2 separate regions of the Mus musculus genome follow, and region 1 is linked to region 2. The links are chromatin contacts, called in public Hi-C maps. All regions are on one chromosome and are shown on one strand. The core of a region is the stretch at or near the end of the contact, and the rest is flanking DNA. Distances in the headings are between cores, read along the strand shown.

Region 1 (3,427 bases), core at 696-3,195, 120 kb after region 2:
AGTTTTCTAAAGATACATAAATGTCAGTTTAAAATACACTATTTGTTCTCACCCTCTTCCTCTTTTTCTGTTGCACTGCAACTGTTTGATAATGAGGGTACCCACATACGCACACATACAGGGGCAATCCCACCATACTATTGGTCTACTTGCCCAGAAAGAAGCTCAAAGAAGCTATAGAATGAGCTATGGAGGAGATCAACTTGTAGTGTTGGGCATAACACCAGTATTTAAAAGTATAGCTGACTATAATTAATCAAATGGCAATAAATCAAAAGAATTGCTATTCACATAATTATAAACATTCACAATTATGTCAACCATAATCTTGAATTGCACTGCATTGATGACAAGTTCTTTTTCTTAATGCAAATGACATTATTTCTTCTTACTAGGGAATCCCACTGAGGTGTTCGATTTCTGAGGCTTTACTACTGAAACTAAAATCCGGGTTTGATAGGATAAGAGTTATTTAATTGCCCACAGCACCTCATCCAGCACTGAAACATAAAGTATGCCCTTTTTCTGTGGTAGCCACTGAGCCTGGACCTTAAGGCAGATAGTATTTTAAAAGTGAGGAAAGGGACAGGTATGGTGGCACAGGTCTGCAAATCAGCACTCAGAAAACCAAGGCCAGAGAGCCCAAGTCCCAGGTTAGTCTGGTCTACAATATGAATTCGATGACATAATGTTATAGAACAAGACCTCAGCTCAGAGAAACAAACAAAAAGAGAGTGGAAGAAAGAACAGGCTTTTATAGGGTAGAAGAACTCCTAACCTTGTATTTGGTTTTGAAATAGTCATCTTAACACAGAAATTATACAGGACTACAAATTTGTTCATAAATCCTCTATATATGACAAACCAGCCTGAAGTTCCACATGCCATACCCAAGACTGTGTTCCCTCCTCTCTGCAGACACATTCAGCATGACTGGAAGTTGTGTGAAATGACCTGATGTTTCTAAAGTGCTTGGGAAGTGTATGGGACAAACTGTGAGCAACTGAAGTATTTGTTCTCAGCATGAAGATCAATATATTTAGTGAAAGACACAAACTTCAGAAAGATCCACACATGCTTATCTATGCTACAGAGAGAAAGAGGGGGGGGGAAGTTCTAGGGTCCAGCTGCCCACTTTCATTTAAAAAATGAGAAGTCTTTTGAAACCACAAATGCAGACAACACAGCATTAGAGAAAGGATGGACAGGCAGTGAGATCGCCATCAAGGGTAGAGATTTTCTTCTTGTTCCCTGCTTCTTAGAAATGGCTACGTTGGTTGTAAACTCTGGAAGCTGGTGGGCAGCTTAAATGTGTACCCTCCTTGAAAACAAGACGTGTGAAGACAGTTCCTAACTTGAAGAAGAGATGGAAACTTCTGAGAGGCAAGAGAAATGATGGGGGATGAGAGTCCACTCTGCTCGGTTGAGTTCTAACTTAGCTGTTCCACGTGGAAGCCCCTTGTCAGACATATCTTAATTTATAGCAGAAACAAAGGGAAGGGACTGTGCTCCGCTGCACAGAGGGTTCAGGAACGAACCCACAGACAGGGTGTTTTGAGCAGTTCCAGCAGTCTCTCCCAACTGAGCATGGAGCGAGTCCCTTTACCTCCTTGCTCCCTGTTCCGGAGGCTGGGGACAGACAGTCTTTTATTATTTCTGCATTGCCTAATAGGGGCCCTCTCTTCAGGAGCATGCGTGTCTTTTACAAATGACGCTTCCTTTGAAGACAGGCAAGAGATCAGATTAAGCCTTTCAAAATATATTACTTCTGCTTCCTCCCGGTTCCCTGTTCTCGCGGTACTGAATTCTCCAAGGGGTCCCAGATGTGAACTCTGCTCCAACCCCTAAACAAGGCTGCAGCGAGGGGACTCATTCCACAAAAACATTCTTCTTGACTCCCAACCAGGGTTTCTCCCAGAGAGATGCCCTTTCCCATCTGCCCCAGCAAAATTCAAATCCACTCCATTAATCATGCAAGTCTCAGGATTGTATTCCCTAACCCTAAGGAACTCTTAATTGCACTTTGAGTTGAAAGTGAACCAATTTGATTCCTCCTAGTGGGGGAACTATCAGAGGTGCTACACTGCAAAAGCGTCTCCCTGAGTCACCGAGGCAAAATAAAAGTCTCTGGGAACATGTAATGCACAGACGATAGGCCGGATCCTATGGAGAGTTCATTGTCTGTGGCTCTCACCAGAGTGTGTATTGATGTATAAACAATTGCTCCATTATTTCTCTTTTCTCATTAAGAATAGTATTAGCCTTAAGCCTCTGACACCCCTGGACCACCATGAGAATTCTACGTCAAGTCTTCATTTGGGTTTGTTTGTTTGTTAGTTTGTTTTTTAAAAAAATCTTCTCTATTGGTTTTGTCATTTTGCATAATTGGAGAAGTCTGGCCCTTTTGAATCAGGTTCTAATCCCAAATGCCTTTAGCTGAGATCACGTTTATTTTTAGCACTTGAATGTAAAACTTAAACCACAGGGTGCCAAATGGACTCAATAAAAACTTAGTGGCTTCCCAATTTATTTTAGGAATTCTAACAAAAAAGTTAACAGAGAAAATTAAAGCATTAGTGGAATCTCAGATGCATGTGAGAGTTTCCTGAGCGTGGTCACAGAGCTCAGCTAGGACGCTTCGGCACACTCGCCCATGTAGCGATGAGATCATTCTCAGCAATTCTCTGGTGCTTTGTCTGATAACAGGGCTAGAATTCAAACAACCTAAGAAAAAGGTGGAACAGAGCAGTTGGATAAAGCAGCTTTTGGGCCAGTGTGGGCCAGCTCTACCCAGAGAGAGTAGCAGGCTCCTGATACATGACAAACTTGCTCTCCTCTGGTCAGCTTCCCTGCCTTATCCTCTACTTTAGGGTTTATCTGACCTTGAAGAGACAAGCCAGATACTGGGAACTGTCCAATTTTTTTCTAAAGTGTTCAGATAGTTAGATGAAGTGACCAGTTCTGTGTGCTGTTGTAATTGTCTACAAATTCTATTTCTAAGCAAAAAAAAAAAAAAATCCAAAAAACAAAATGGCAGCAGATTATTTCAATCACCGCCATAAGAACCAGGACTACACATTACAATCTTCCTTTGGGTCTCCCTTGTATTTAGAATCTGATGACTTGTTCTTCAGGGTCTATTTGCGCTTTCAATGCAGTGCTCATAGGTTTATGTCTGTAGACGTGAAAACAGAACTGTAGACATACATTTTTGTATGCTTCATTCTAAAATAAATCAAGGAAATTGCTAGTTGTTTAGTTAGTTGATGTTTGCTTATTTAAATGTTTTAAAGTCCAGTCCAGTATTCACCTGCATTTTAATAAACAATAAGGTTGTCTAGTGGGTTGTTACTTGGTTTCTCTTCTTAAACAAAACATAGTGAGTGAATGATAATATTACTACAGAAAGAGTTTCTCCCTTTGCCTT
Region 2 (3,758 bases), core at 485-2,984:
CTGGAAACAGGCTCCACTGAAGCCATGTTAATCTCCGCCTCAGTAATTTGGTTCTCCAGGAGAAGACAGAAGCCCTGCTGCTGTGCCCTGCACTTCATAAATCACATCTTTATGTGGACAAGGTCAGGGCACCTAACAGCTCAGACATGGGCCTTTGCAGTGGCTCGAGGATTCGGGCGTGTTTACTCTCCCGCTCGGCTCTCGGAGGAGTCATCCAGCACGCTTCTAATTACTTTTGATTATTTTCATTTGCCGGGGTCAGTCTGGCTTGGCAGGACTGCAGGAGGGTTGACTTCCTACACATCTTGATGTCTTTGTAGGACAGCACTGTGCACATTCGGAAGGAGCGCCACGTTATTGTCCCTACAGTGTGAAGTCCTCCATAAGTCCATGATGCAAAGTTACCCCGAAGGCGCCTACTACCTTTAATTAACCACATAGCCACAATCCCTATCTGATTGCTTTTACCGATACAGCACCCAACTTTAACACCTGAGTATTTTTTAGGATGTCTGGAAAGAATGAAATCAATTTCTCTGCTTCGATTTTTAAACATATTTAGTAATGAATAGCAACTATTCTGAAACTAAGATGAAATACTTTGCTGAAACAACAGCTCAAGTGAATAAATTATTGTTCTCAAAGATTTATTTCCCAAACTTCAACTACAGCTGCCATATTTAAAATATTTTCCTTGGCTATTTTGATCTATTTCCTGAGCCATTATGCTGAGTGGCTGAAGTATCACAACAAAAAGGCTTCTTTTAAAGTTTCAGTGAACACCGTATGATAAATAAGCAGCTTAATAAAACACAGCAAAGTGGGAGGGGAGCACAGAATAGCATTCTTTTTCTCTTATCTGACTGTCTGATGCTTTCGATGTGAACACATTCAAAAGGAAAAAAAGAGACAAGCCAATATATACTCACAAGTCTAAGAAACAAAGAGTCACAAAACGCACAACGTACACCTGTGCCAATAGGATAAAGGGCATCTTTTATACCACTGAGGGCATTTTATAACTATCTTCAGTTTCTAGAGAAAACTAACCATGGTCATTCTCAAAATGCCAAATCTTCTCTTATGTCTATGCTGGAGCAGAACTAAGGCAGTTAATGTGTTTGGAACTCACCTCAACTCTGTACGAATTGCTTTTTTCTTTTTCATTATTTTATTCATTTTAATTAATTCAGCCTTTTCAAGACAGTGTTTAGCACAGTGTGCAATAACTCCAGGGTCGAAGTCCTCCCCAGGGTTTTAGAAACTTACTCAAAAGTGCTTTCAGCCTTCTAATCTGTGGAGAGAGTGAGTTGGAAGGCATGCACGCCTCGCCTCCACTCCTCTTGTGTACCTTTGGGTAAGTCACTTAACCTTTGAGTTGATTTCCATGCAAGTTTCATAATATCAGCATAATGAGAGTGTTGGGAAAATCCATTGGGTAATGTAAGCGTGAGGTGCTCTGACTCCGTGGGAACAGGTCAAAATAAGTAAGTTGCAATGTGTCTGTATACCAGACTCAAGTAAACACCCACGTATGCACAACACGGAAGCTAGTCCCGCCTGCAAGTGTGACTGTACTTTTTTAATCCTTTGTTCTGCTCCAACGTCAGTTGCCCTAATTCTTATCTTGACTTTGGGAGAGGAGAATTTTAACAATTCGTTTGGGTTTTTTTTGTTTCTCTCTCTCCTCGCTCTCTTGCTCTCTCTCTCTTTCTCTCTCTTTCACTCTCTCTCTCTCTCTCTCTCTCTCTCTCTCTCTCTCTCTCTCTCTCTCTCGCTCTCTCGCTCTCTCGCTCTCGCTCTGCTTCCCTGGAAGATGTCTGTCCATGTCTGGCATGCACCTGAGCTTCTCCATTCCCATTTACTGTGTCCTCTGCTAATCAGGCTAATCAGCAAGAGAGCCTTATAAACAAAGGTGAACAGGGACCCAAAGAGGTAAGCTCGAACAGGAGCGCGCATGCGTGCTCGCCCACACATCACACCCGCCCCTCAGGTCAGAAAAGGCATGCCTTACTTACAATGTCCTCTGGTAAACTTCACATGCCAGAAAAACGAGAATTAGGTAGGTATAATTTACCCCTTGTTGCCTAGGGTCTAAGCTGAAACAAGTACTAAAGAGGTATTTGCTGACCAGACGCGTGCTTGGTCTTAGTGAGCCTAAACTTGGATGCCTGGGACCATCCATCTGAATGACTGTAATGATCTGGTCACAGATCTTCAGCTTCTGCACACCCTTGACTCATTTCTTTGTTTTATATTGTCCAGATCTACTGCCCAACCTTCTGCAGGACCTTGTCATTGAAATGCAGACCTATCCCAGTGTGAGGGAATCGTATGAAGCACTAAACGTAAGTCGTAGAATCTTGCATGGGACACAGCATTTGGTCAATACAAAGTGACTACTATTGTTGATAGTGCTGATGTAATTATTGTCACTCTGCCTGGAATTCACTTTACCTTGGTGACCTCAGGTTAAATCTTATCTACCTCTCCCCCACCCCCTACTTCTTCCTTTTTGCCTACTGATTGGTATCAGCTGGGTCCAAAGCCTTTCTCCTTCACTGGGCTTCTCTCCTGGATTAAAGCCAGCTCCCGTAGCAGGTTTGCCCTTAAGAAGCACCATGATTTAGAAGATGGAGCCACTCACACGGCTACCTTCAGTTGGTGTCTTTTCACAGTAAACTACACTAAACTTGTACGTCTTTGTGAGAGTAACTATGATAAAACATGAGGACACATTTGAAAGAACGCCATCCTTGGCTGGTTGATATTGGCTGGTTGATGCTGCCCCCCCCCAGCCCCCTCCCCCAACCCAGAGGAATCAGTTGATACATATTGATACATAGCTCATTGTCTGTGGACTCGGCCACAAACATGTCTTCCATTTTTGTTGTTTTAGAGTAGAATCCTGGCCATTTTGCTACTTTCTCCCCCAAATTCATTTCTGTGTCAGCCTTTTCCCTGGGCTCAGTTTAGATTTTGCTGCAACTTATTTTAAATTTTTCCTTCTCCCTTTCCCCAAGTGGCCAGGCATTGGCTTTGTTAACCTGTTCGAGTTGATTTGCTCTCTCCCTCCTCCTTCCCCATGTGAATGGTCCTAGTGGAATTCTTATCATTACAAGTTTCTATGGCATTTTTAACAGTGAAAACTCATCTTTCTGAAATAACAAGGCTGTAATAATGTACTTTACCAAAAACAAAAAAAGCAAAAAATCGATAAATAAACAAACAAACAAACAAACAAAAAAAACCCACACTTTTCAAACTAAACTAAACTAAATAAAAATTACACTAGATCCTACTTTATTGGTGGAAAAAAAAAAAACTGATCCAAAATTCAATGTCCTCTACAACTTGACGTCAAGCTCAGCTTCCAGGCCCTTTCCCTTAGTTTCCTCCTATACCGATCTATAGCAGAGAAATGAGCACACAAGTGCATGCTCTTGACCCTTTAACTGGGTTCCTATGGCTCCTTCTCTTGCCTCTGATGGCCCAGTCACTCAGTGACTAGAGCCATAGATTGAGGAGATGAAGTGTTGGCTTTGTTTGTCATGCTCACCCAACATCTTCTAAGCTGCTTGTAACCTAGTCTATGGCAAGAACCATGCTGCACAACAGCACACCCTGCCTGGAGGATTATTCACAGGAGGTCCTTCTTAATAACAGACATCCTGGGGCTAATTGACATCAATATATCTGATTCTTGAAGCATCCCAGTGAAAATTATGTCGTAAATGCTTTGTGAAAATTAAAAATAT

What was found. A called contact is a pair of places that touch in the nucleus more often than the background predicts.
Region 1: a Hi-C map of adipose-derived mesenchymal stem cells shows a contact between it and region 2, with 3 times the contacts expected there. The contact joins the enhancer-like site here to the promoter of Mecomos in region 2. A contact is called at or near these places in 8 of 39 promoter capture datasets (the 3T3-L1 cell line, 3T3-L1-derived adipocytes, cranial neural crest and 4 more), 1 of 15 datasets of contacts at CTCF or cohesin (the NIH/3T3 cell line), 36 of 484 Hi-C or Micro-C datasets (the AML12 cell line, the C2C12 cell line, Sertoli cells and 21 more), 8 of 115 datasets of contacts at active chromatin or transcription factors (the NIH/3T3 cell line, a colorectal cancer cell line, embryonic fibroblasts and 5 more) and 5 of 9 other capture datasets (adipose tissue, embryonic stem cells, liver and 2 more).

What each region holds. Positions count from the first base shown.
Region 1 is chr3:30,142,531-30,145,957 of GRCm38.p6, forward strand. The region is part of intron 2 of Mecom (MDS1 and EVI1 complex locus); the gene reads right to left. Among named protein-coding and RNA genes, the nearest start is that of Mecomos, 120 kb to the left of the region's middle. Within about 2 kb of position 1,946, at least 17 of the 459 cell types and tissues checked have an H3K27ac peak or open chromatin away from gene starts, as enhancers often do. A contact at or near this core is called in adipose-derived mesenchymal stem cells, embryonic fibroblasts, granulosa cells and 1 more, where this site is marked.
Region 2 is chr3:30,018,206-30,021,963 of GRCm38.p6, forward strand. It overlaps Mecomos (a long non-coding RNA gene), which reads left to right and starts at 1,735. Exons shown (of 3, transcript XR_003954597.1): 1 at 1,735-1,935; 2 at 2,266-2,348. All of the region lies in intron 2 of Mecom (MDS1 and EVI1 complex locus), which reads right to left.